2 separate regions of the Mus musculus genome follow, and region 2 is linked to region 1. Evidence: chromatin contacts called from public Hi-C data. All regions are on one chromosome and are shown on one strand. The core of a region is the stretch at or near the end of the contact, and the rest is flanking DNA. Distances in the headings are between cores, read along the strand shown.

Region 1 (5,657 bases), core at 1,120-3,619:
CCTCTGTTCCTGAACTCTTGTGAAGTCCAGATATCTCACCTGGAAGTGGAGCTCATGAAGCCTACCCATAGGCTATTGTCGAGATATAGTGAGATGATGTCAGTTGCTCTGTGAAAGTGCCCTTGCTTCTGTGCCTTCTATTTTGCTAGAGTTGTGCTATAATGTACACAGCCTTCTGTGAAAATGAGGCTTGCTGTTTTCTAGGCTGGAATGTGTCATGTGTTTCTTCAGGCTAGAATATTGTAGTCCAGGGTCTGAGATCCCTGGCCCTCAAATTGTAATCTGGGTTCAATTACTTACGAATTTGGCAAATGACTAAAAAGCTGAAAGGCCCCAAGAGTTGGGACTAATAAAGCCGTTTTGTAGTGAGAACAAAGTAGGATGATATACAGTTAAATACTACACAGTGTGTTGTCAGGAGGAATCAGTAGAACGTTGTCATCATCATTGAGTACTGAATATTTTCCCTGGCTGCTCCCAACACCCTAGTCTTTTTCTTCTGTGATTCTTAAGTCCTTGGCACTTAGCATTAATCCCCACGTTTTATTAATTCTTCTTCGGAGCATATTTCTTTTTGTTCTAATAGACTTTGTCTCTAGAGGACAAGATTTTGGTGTAAGATACTGTATCCCTGGTACCTCCTATCATTTGGTTCATAGTCTATAGTCATCCAAGCAGGAAGGAAGACAGGCTAAGGAGAGAGACAAGGTGCCTTTTCCTTCAGTTATCAGATTATTGAAGCAGTGGTCCTAAGGACCTTTTTCAAAAATCCCATGCCAAGAGATGGAAAAAGCTGAAGGCTGGTGCCACCCAGGGGAGGAATTTGTCTCCCAAGGAGAGATTTCACACAATTCTGATACCTTTCCAGACTACCTTGCAGGAGTAACTGGAGTGGGAACAGAATGGACAATGACCACCCAGGGAGTGGGACTGCTTATTTACATACATCACTTGCCTGCAATGAAATGTAAACCTTGGGGCTGGCAGGATGGCTCAGTAGGTAAAGGTTCCTCTCACCAGGCTGAGGACTTGACTTGGATCCTGGAACCCAAATGGGAGAAGAAAACCGACTCCAGCAACTTGACTTGTGATTTCCTACATGTTTGGTAACATGTGATTCCTTCCCCAGTAACTAACAGAATAACCAACCAAATGAGTAAATAGAGGCATACTCAAAGAGTGAACATCATGGCCAGACCAGCAGAGGATTGGGTGGGGCGGCGTTCGTTGCACCTCTTTATTGATTCCTCCTTCCAATGTGGCCACATTGGATTAATCTCCTCTCTCTGTTTTGTACTGTTGTCTGTGTAATTGACCTTTTGAGGGCAGTGGCTGAGCCTGGCTTGTTTTGCTTGCCAGGGTCTATGCTCTGACCCTAATAACTTTCGCAACATGTTGATTCAAACTGGAAAGTTCTCAAAGTAAATCTGAATTTATTATAAGTTCAGACAATACTAATATAGATGAATAGATGATCAGTCCTTTATACATGAAGAACACCTGAATTAAAAACTTACAAAGAATACATGGGAATTATTTTATAGATGCTGTGATTTTTTTAATTATTTATATCATATGTAAAATGTCAACATTATCTCTGATTTGGTCAGGGCCTTCCTGCATGATGGTCCTGGGATTTTCAGTCTCTCGGGGCTGGTTTTGGGAAATCATTGAGTTAAGAGAATCATGGGATGCTGCCTGGCTTCTGATGTTGCCACACTTGCAGTGGAGGCTGAGGATTGGCTTGGAGGCCTTGTGTATTTGTGATGGGTATTGTGTTAAAGGTTGGTAAGAAGCAGAAATTGCAGTTTTGTTAATGGAGTATTTAGGATCAAAAGCTTGGTTTCTAGAAGCACAACAAGCCAGGCTTGCCCCCTCCCCCCACCCCCAGTTCCTTCATGGGAAAAGCAGAAAAGAGGTTCCTCGCTGACTGGCACCAGGCTTTAACCTTTCCCTCCTTGCAGCATGATATTACTAGGAAATTCTAATTCCCTGTCAGTAAGTGCTTCTGTATCCTAATAGCCACTGGATGATCACAACTGTCTCGCTTTAGACTGTGCCACTCCTGCGAGATGGCAGATCTTGACCTACTGCACCATGGTTCTTTTTGTGCCCTGGGGTACATTGAGATCATTGTTATGCCTCAGATCAGATGAAGTTAATACTTTTGCTATATCTCCTCTTTTGTATGCTGAACAAATGTGTTAATTATTAGACTGAAGCCAGGGATGTCCATAGTCCTGGGGACCAGGCCATACTGTCTCAGCTACTTGCAGAAACTCAGGGACACCGCCACGCAGATGACTGCCGCATACTCAGGAGAACTCTTGGTTTGGTTTAGTTTATATTAAGTAGTGACTCAGAGACACTGCCACACAGATGACTGTCACATGCTCAGGAGAGAACACTTGGTTTGGGTTTAGTTTATACTAAGCAAAGAAGAGAGTTGCTAAAGATCCGGCACGATTTGCTGTTTTCAGTGTGATTTGTAGCAGCTCTGCTCTTACAGGAAGTGTTTTAGCAAACCTTTAACCACATCTCCTTCACACAACAGAAACATTGTTGATTTTACTGAAGCCATTTATCGTATTATATAGGGCAGAGTTTTGTAACTTCAATCCATGACTCATTAATGGCTTTGTTTGATTTTGAGACAGAATTTCATGTAGCCCAGGCTGGCCTTACTTGCTACTTCACTGAATGTGATGACTTTGAACTTTTTAACTTGCTTGCACCTTTCAGATGCTGAGGCCACAATGCATGCCACTGTCCCCATGTGTTTAGTGCTGGAGATCAACCTGGGGCACTGTGTGTGCTTGGTAAGCATTATACCAACAGCTTCCTCGTCAGTCACCACACTGGTTTGTTTTGAGACAGAGTCTTCCTAGGTTGCCCAGAGTGTCCTTACATTTACGATGCTTTATCCACAGTCTTTGGAGTTGGGGTACCAGGATGTGCAGTTCTATACCTGGCATCATTGGGCTTTAATTTCCTTAAGAAGCATTAAAAACCAAACCAGAAAGAAATTGAGAAGAAATGTTTATTTAGGTGTGCTGATCATGAAATGGATCTGATATTTTTCTTCCAGTAAGTTCTAAAACACTGTAAAGCTATTGGCTTAGATGTCTTTCTCAAAAGGGCATTCATTATCTGGTGACCTTACAGAGCAATAAGACCAACAGGTACATTTTCTTAACCAGGTACATTTGCTAATTTTGATGGAGACCTAGCAAAACAAACACACAAACAGAAACTCACATGACTTTTTATATATAGCAACATAGTCACACGTGAAATACATGGTTGAAAATAAAAGCAATTCATGGACCATAAGGATACTAATTTCAAGGAAAACCAAAAAATATTTAAATAGAAGTGGTTTTGTATCTGTGCAGGGTCAGGTCTCACCCCTGCCAGGGGTCTCAGCCTTCTCTGTAGTTCCACTAATGCAGGTGTTTGGGAAGTACTGGTCATGTAATCAGCGAGGCATACGAAGTGAGGGAGTTTGTGTGTGTCAACTCTCTCTTAATGCCCCTGTTGATTTTTAAATTCTGTCTAAAAGAAATTTAGTGTTTTCTTTTGTTTTTTTGTTTGTTTGTTTTTGTTTTGTTTTTTTGAGACAGGGTTTCTCTGTGTAGCCCTGGCTTTCCTGGAACTTACTCTGTAGACCAGGCTGGCCTTGAACTCAGAAATCCCCCTGCCTCTGCCTCCTGAGTTCTGTTTCTTAAAGAATGTAATATAGCTTATAATATAGCTCAGTCTGTTTCAGATCTCTGTTTACTAAATTCCAATAAAATACAGGGAGTTTGCTTCTGTATGAGTTCCTCTCCCTTTTGTATCATATAAATTATGTTTCTATGTATTATGCATCCAACAGTGCAGTATAATTATTGCTTTAGATATTTATATGTTTTAGGAAAGAGTTAAGAGAGGAAAGGAAACTGGGTTGATGGGACATGCCTGCAACTGCCTGTTTTTCTAGCATTCTGGAAACTACGGCAGGAGTATCCTCGTGAGTTTGTGGCCAGCCTGAGTTACGTAGTGAGACTGTATGTCTCCTGAAACACCACACACACACATAAATTCTTTTTTTGAATACATAGATGAAGAAAAAGAAAGGCTAAGGTGGACAGATTTAGAAGGATTTCATGTTTATATTTTTCTAACTTTTAGATACTTTTCAGTTTCTTTTTTTTTTTTTATTTTCATTTTATTTACTTTAGTGGGTTGTTTTGTTTTTAAGGTGGAGTCTCTTATACTCCATGCTGGCTTGGAATTACCAAGTAGCTAAAGATGGCCTTGACCTTGTGAGCTCCTGATTCTTTATGTCTGACCCTAGCAAGTACTTTGATTTTAGGTATCTACAACTATTCCTTGTTTATGCTATACCGGGGATTGAACTCAGGTCTTCAAGGCATGCTAGGCAAGCCCTTGTCTAACTGGATCCCAGCTCAATACTTTTTTTTTTTTAAAGGCTATTAATTGTTGTAATAAAGTACTAACCATATATGATATTTATTGAATGACCTCTCTGGTAGACTCACAGTTAGGTTTTATTCCTAAGATAGTATAATAGGCAAGTAACCTAGTCCAGTGATGCGAACTCTAAAGAGTTTTGAGACATCTGTGCTTTGTTCAGTAGATTTATTTTCTTAACTTCCTGCAGTGGTCAGTGTGCTGACAGGCTAAGGATGCAGAGGGCCAGGGGTCCAGTGAGTAGGTGGGATGGGGAGTATCGGTGTTAACAAGGGTGATTGGTTGAGGAGGAAAGGGCTGCTCAAGGACTGGCTGGGTGAAATATTTAGGCTCTGAACACTCAGAGCTAGGGACAGGGAGCTATGAAAAACTTCTCCTGTGGACAGAGATGTGGAAGGGCACAGAGGGAATTCCAGTACTTCTTTCCCTCCCCAGAGACCTTCATTCCCTTTTCATTCCTCTCTCCTACTATCTGCCTTCCCCGTGTCTCCCCCAACTTCATCTCCTTATTGTCTACCCTTTTCCTACTCTGGTTTTTTTTTTTTTTTTTTTTTTTTTTTTTTGGTTTCTCTGTATAGCCCTGGCTGTCCTGGAACTCACTTTGTAGACCAGGCTGGCCTCGAACTCAGAAATCCGCCTGCCTCTGCCTCCCAAGTGCTGGGATTAAAGGCATGTCCCACATGCCCTTCCTACTCTGTTTTAATCATGCAAGCAGTCAATATTGTTTAGCTTGCTATTAGACTGTAACATCTTTATGATTCCTTATTCCTTTATTTTCACTCCTCCCTGTATATTAGTACAAATATAAAAATAGTTAACATTTTAATATAAATGTTTTGGACTCATCGTTATCTGTTTTATCTTAATGGTATTAAATGCTTCATTGGTCCAAGCAATATTTAAAGTTATTAAATGTTATTAAACATCCTAACCATTTTCTTATCTGTTTCCCTCGGGAAGCAGTTCCCAACCTGTGGGTCACGACTTCTTTGGGGATTAAATGACTCTTTCACAGGGGCCACCTAATACCACTGGAAAACACAGATGTTTACATTATAATTCACAACAGTAGCAAAATTACAGTTATGAAGTTACAACAAAAATAATTTTATGACTATGGGTCATCACAACATGAGCAAATGTATTAGAGGGTCACAACATTAAGAAGGTTGAACACAAAT
Region 2 (5,657 bases), core at 2,071-4,570, 470 kb after region 1:
CTGCTGAATTAGAGAAATAAATTACTGGACCCATAGTGTATGTCATACAGCCTTAAAGCCTCCAGTACAGCCATGGAACAGATCAGACTGTCTTTCAGATCTTCACCTAGTGGTATTCTAGGAGAGAGTCCATAGTCTGTGGGAAATGGCATCCAAGTCTCTGGACTAGAGCAGGTAACCTTGAGCCTCACACAGTGAGTGGAAAGCTTGGTGAGAATGGGGCCACTAGTTTGACTTGTCAGACAGTACCCAACTCAACCACAACACTCACCAGTGCTTAGAATAGTTGATTACCATAAACTATTTGACTATTACTAGGAATAGTAACTTAGGGTTGTTGTTTGAAACACACAATTTTTGAAGTTTTAAACATTCACTTATTTAATGTGTGTGTGTGTGTGTGTGTGTGTGTGTGTGTGTGTGTGTGTTTGTGTATAAGCTAGCACATGCATCTAGTATGCATGTGCAGAGATTAGAAAATGATTTGTGCCGCTGAGCAGTGGTGGCACACGCCTTTAATCTCAGCACTTGGGAGGCAGAGGCAGGCGGATTTCTGAGTTCTAGGCCAGCCTGGTCTACAGAGTGAGTTCCAGGACAGCTAGGGCTACACAGAGAAACCTTGTCTCATAAAACCAAAAAGAAAGAAAATGATTTGTGGGAGACTGGACCAAACTCGGGACCATAAAATTCCTAGCACCAAGCCTTTTGCCTACTAAGCCATCTTGCTGGCCCAAATTCAATTTAAAAGTATCTTAGAGATGGGGGGAAAAAAAAAACAAACTCTGAATATGCCCCAATGTCCCTCCATCCCATTTCCAATTCATCTGACTAAGTCATTTGACTAAGAAAGAAGCTGCTACCTGGCTCCCTGGCCCATACACTTGATTCTCCTGAATGGCCAAGGCTCTGGCAGGAAACATGCATGCTCCTGTGTGAGTCACTGCAGCTCCCTCCCTCCGTGGCTCTCCAGGTGTTGTACTCTGTCTCAGTTACATCCATTGACCTCTCATGCTTTCAATAGGCTCCTGGATGCAAACGTGTAATATTACAGCCTGATGTGATTGTTCACCAGAGGTCACAATCATTTTTCTCTCTCTTTGTTTACTTGATGTTTCCTGAAGTCTTTTCGTCTTATTTTCAACATTCCTGTGGGGCTTTTTGTATATTTCTTCTTCTCTCATATCCTGACTGCAGTTTCCTGTCCCTCCTCTCCTTCCAGTCCCTCCCCTGATCCACCCCCCTCTTCCCCAGATCCGTTCCTCCTCCATTTCTCTTCAGGAAAAAAGCAGGCTTCCCTGGCATATCAACCAAACATGGTATAAAAAGTTGCGTCAAGACTAGGCACATCCCCTCATATCAAGGCTGGACAAGGCAACCCAGGAGGATGGTCACAAAAGCAGGCAAAAGAGTTAGAGACAGCCCCCATTCCCTGTTAGGAGTCGCACAAGAACACCAAACTGCAAAATCATAACATATATGCAGAGCACCTAGGTCAGACTCATGCAGGCTTCCTGAGGATCGAGCCCTGCTTAGTTGATTCTGTGAGACGTTCTCTTCTGATGTCCTCTCGCTCCTACAACCCTTCATCCCCCATCTTCCTCAGGGTTCATTGAGCGTCACCTAATGCTTGGCCGTGGATCTCTGTATCTGCTCCCATCAGTTGCTGGAGTAAACCTCTTCGAAGACAGTTATGCTAAGCTCTGGTCTAGAAGTATAACTAGGTGCTTGTTTGCGTCAATTTTTGCCAGTCATGTTTGGTTCTATCCTAGGTCTTTGGGTTATCAAGCATCTGGTTCCTGGCCTTCCAGGGAGTGTCTGGCATGGGCTCCCTCTCCTGGCTGGGTTTCAAACTGGGCCATTCATTGGCTGGTCACTCCCACAAGTTCTGAACCATTATTACCCCAGCATATCTTGTTGGCAGGACAAATTATTCATCCAAGGTCTTGTGGTTATGTTGCTGTCCAAGCCCTCCACTGTATGCTGCCTGGTTACAGAAGATGGCCAGCTCAGGCTTCATACCCCCATAGCTTTGCCTGGTTACAGAAGATGGCCCACTCAGGCTCCATACCCCCCATTACTAGAGCTGCATCTTTGTTAGGTGATTTTTTTCATCCCTGACAAAAATCTCTCAGAGACTCAATCTATAAGAAGAAACAGATATTTGAGTTCAGGATTTCAAGCCCTGTCATTTGGTTCCACTACTTTGGGTCACAAGACCATGAAGGGGAAGATCTTGTCTGAAGTCACGGCAAGGGGTTCATTTTAAGCCAGTATCTTAATTACCAGAAACATAACTTCATACATTGAGGTGACGTTTTTGTAAAACTGAAATGCAGTTAGTTCTTCTCTTCTTGAAGGCAAACTGTATAATAAGCCAGGTTATATCCAGTAAGTTGCATAAGGGTCCCAGAGAGGGTTGTGCCTTTTTCTTCCCCTTGTATTACACAAAACACCCACTCCACTTCAACCTATTCGGCTTTGCCATGGAAACAATTGCCAAGATGACTTCTAAATCATTTACATATTTAGTTTGCTTGTAAGAGTGTATGCACACATGTGTATGATGAGATGGGAGGAGGAAGTGAGAAGAAGAGAGGGAGGGAGGGTGGATGGGAGGGAGGGAGAGGGAGAACACACTAAGGAGGGGCATAAACATGTCATGACACACATGTGGAGGTCAGAGAACAACCTACAGGAGTCCGTTTTGTCCCTCTACCATGCGGGTCCCAGGAATTGAACTGAAGTTTCTCAGGTTTGGTAGCAAGCACTTTTACCTAGGGAACCATCTTGGCAACCCCCAAACATGATTTTTTTTAAGCTGCTTCAATAGTGATTTCCGAAGGAAGCAGCACACTTTGGTTGGCATTCACCAGAGAGCTTCAGCAGAAGCTACTTCATTGTCTTTGAATGTTAGAAAAGTAGCAAACGATCGTATAAGCCATCTACAACTTCGTCCCTATATTTCTACAGCTTATAAGTCTTAATCAACCCTTAAACACGTGGGATCTCCTTAGAACAAAAAAGCGGCCAGTTGGCTGGGGGAATGAGTGGTGATAACTCAGTGGCCCATTCATATTTTGAGAGGGGAAGAATGTGTTTAAAGGAAACAAACAACAAAAATAAAATGTCTAGGTTTCTGTAAACCCCTCCAGACCATCTAATTCCTACTAGCCTTGATCTATTTTCGGAACTGCTGTCTTTTTATAGCACAACCTCCTGGTTTACTGACTAGTGTGTCTCAATGTCTTAGAGCTACTTCATAGCTATGAATCAGTGTCTGTTCACTTTTGAATCATTATGAAACCAGACTCCCTACTGATTCAGGAATACAATAAAACCTTTAACATATTGTGGTGGTTGGAACATTCTCCACTTATGGGAAGTGGCATGATTAGGAAGTGTGGCCTTGTTGGAGGAAGTGTGTCACTGTGTAGGTGGGCCTTGGAGGGTTCCTATGTTTAAGCTCTATACTCTGCCTGGCTGCCTGCAAAAGATAGTGTTCTTCTGGCTGCCTTCAAATCAAGATGTAAAACTACCAGCAATTCCAGCACCATGTCTGCTTGCACGCTGCCATGCCTCCCACTATGATGATAGTAGACTGAACCTCTGATACTATAAGCCAGCCCCAGTTAAAAGTTTTCCTTTATAAGAATTGCCTTAGTCCACTATGTTCATAGCAGCCTTATTTATAATAGCCAAAAGCTGGAAAGAACCCAGATGCCCCTCAAACAGAGGAATGGATACAAAAAATGTGGTACATTTACACAAAGGAGTACTACTCAGCTATTTAAAAGAATGAATTTATGAAATTCCTAGGCAAATGGTTGGACCTGGAGGGCATCATCCTGAGTGAGGTAACACAATCACAAAAGAACTCAAATGATATGTACTCACTGATAAGTGGATATTAGCCCAGAAACTTAGTCTAGCGAGATATAAGATAGAATTTGCAAAACACATGAAACTGAAGAAGAACGAAGACCAAAGTGTGGACACTTTGCCCCTTCTTAGAATTGGAAACAATCACCCATGGAAGGAGTTACAGAGACAAACTTTGGAGCTGAGACAAAAGGATGGACCATCTAGAGGCTGCCATATCCAGGGATCCATCCCATAATTAGCCTCTAAACGATGACACCATCACATACACTAGCAAGCGTTTGCTGAAAGGACTGTGATATAGCTGTCTCTTGTGAGACTAGGCCGGGGCCTAGCAAACGCAGAAGTGGATGCTCACAGTCAGCTATTGGATGGACCACGGGGCCCCCAATGGAGGAGCTAGAGAAAGTAACCAAGGAGTAAAGAGATCTGCAACCCTGTAGGTGCAACAACATTATGAACTAACCAGTACCCTGGAGCTCTTGACTCTAGCTGCATATGTATCAAAAGATGGCCTAGTCGGCCATCATTGGAAAGAGAGGCCCATTGGACTTGCAAACTTTATATGCCCCAGTACAGGGGAACGCCAGGGCCAAAAAGTGGGAATGGGTGGGTAGGAGAGTTGGGGGGAGGGTATGGGGGACTTTTGGGATAGCATTGGAAATGTAATTGAGGAAAATACGTAATAATATATATATATATATATATATATATATATATATATATATATATATCTCACAAAAAAAAAATAGAATTGCCTTGGTTATGGTATCCCTTCACAGCAATTGAAACCCTAACTAAGACATGCCTATTAATTTGATACCTGGCAAGAGGCTTAGGATTTGACCCTGTTTAGAAAAAAAAAGAAATGTATCTTAACAAATGTCTACTTGGGGTGGTCCTGTGGAGGGTGTCTGATACCAATGGTTCTTGAGCCTCAAATGTTACAGCTTCTTCATACCACACTGCGGTAGTCTGACTGGCACAGGGCTGTGTCCCAGGGTGGCCAGAACCAGCGTGTAGGGGCCAGTCCCAGACTGTCTGAATTTATAAGGATTCTAGAGTCAGACCTGCAGACGCTCCCCATGTCTCTGAAACCTACCGTATGAAGCAATTCACATTTCACTGGATTTCTCTCCCGTGTCCCTTTCTCCCATTTCTCCCTCCTCTGTGGGACTTAGACACAAGTTCCTGAAAGTGCCAACCTTATACCTTCGGTGTGCCCAGCCCTGTTTTGAAAAGCCTCTCCTCCCTTGAGAATACTAACCCTCAGAGGAAGTCAGAAATCTTCTGTCTCCTCCCATAGGGATTCTCAGTCTCCCGGGTAAGCTGATAACAGCTGTGCCATCCGCCTGCCAGAGCATCCAGGTTTCTACTCAAATAGATTTTGCTAGAAGACAGTGAATTCTCCTCAATAATGATGCATGCAGCTGAACTCCCTGTCCAGTCAGAACACTCTCTCACGTCCACATCACCAGTAAGGGCAGTTTAGAGAAAGCAGCTCGTTATCATCTTGTCCTTGATGACACAATGATGCATGGTAGACCCAGATTCAAGCCCCAAAGGGCCAAACCAACTGAGGATTTCCTACTCTGATGCAACATGGAACACCTCCTTCTGCATGTGAAGTGGGGGTCTCGCCCAGGGAGCCCAGGCTTGAAGTGAGGGAGTTCCTTCTTTTCTTTTTCTTGAATACACAAAGAAGGCTGGAGGAACCACAGGGTCCCCCAACATTTTAAAGTTTGTATCTAAAACCTTTCATAAGGAATACAGGGCCC

The links. Hi-C and Micro-C count contacts between places; a contact is called where the count stands out from the background.
Region 2: a contact with region 1 is called in a Hi-C map of bone marrow-derived macrophages, with 12 read pairs. The contact joins two enhancer-like sites. A contact is called at or near these places in 7 of 39 promoter capture datasets (the C10 cell line, cranial neural crest, embryonic stem cells and 4 more), 7 of 484 Hi-C or Micro-C datasets (the G1E-ER4 cell line, LSK cells, bone marrow-derived macrophages and 3 more), 4 of 115 datasets of contacts at active chromatin or transcription factors (the 230-238 cell line, bone marrow-derived macrophages, memory CD8 T cells and 1 more) and 3 of 9 other capture datasets (adipose tissue, liver and pancreatic islet).

The regions. Positions count from the first base shown.
Region 1 is chr9:89,218,567-89,224,223 of GRCm38.p6, forward strand. All of the region lies in intron 2 of Mthfs (5, 10-methenyltetrahydrofolate synthetase), which reads left to right. Among named protein-coding and RNA genes, the nearest start is that of Mthfs, 10 kb to the left of the region's middle. Within about 2 kb of position 2,370, at least 22 of the 459 cell types and tissues checked have an H3K27ac peak or open chromatin away from gene starts, as enhancers often do. A contact at or near this core is called in bone marrow-derived macrophages, where this site is marked.
Region 2 is chr9:89,692,026-89,697,682 of GRCm38.p6, forward strand. No RefSeq gene overlaps it. Among named protein-coding and RNA genes, the nearest start is that of Tmed3, 10 kb to the right of the region's middle. Within about 2 kb of position 3,321, at least 9 of the 459 cell types and tissues checked have an H3K27ac peak or open chromatin away from gene starts, as enhancers often do. A contact at or near this core is called in bone marrow-derived macrophages, where this site is marked.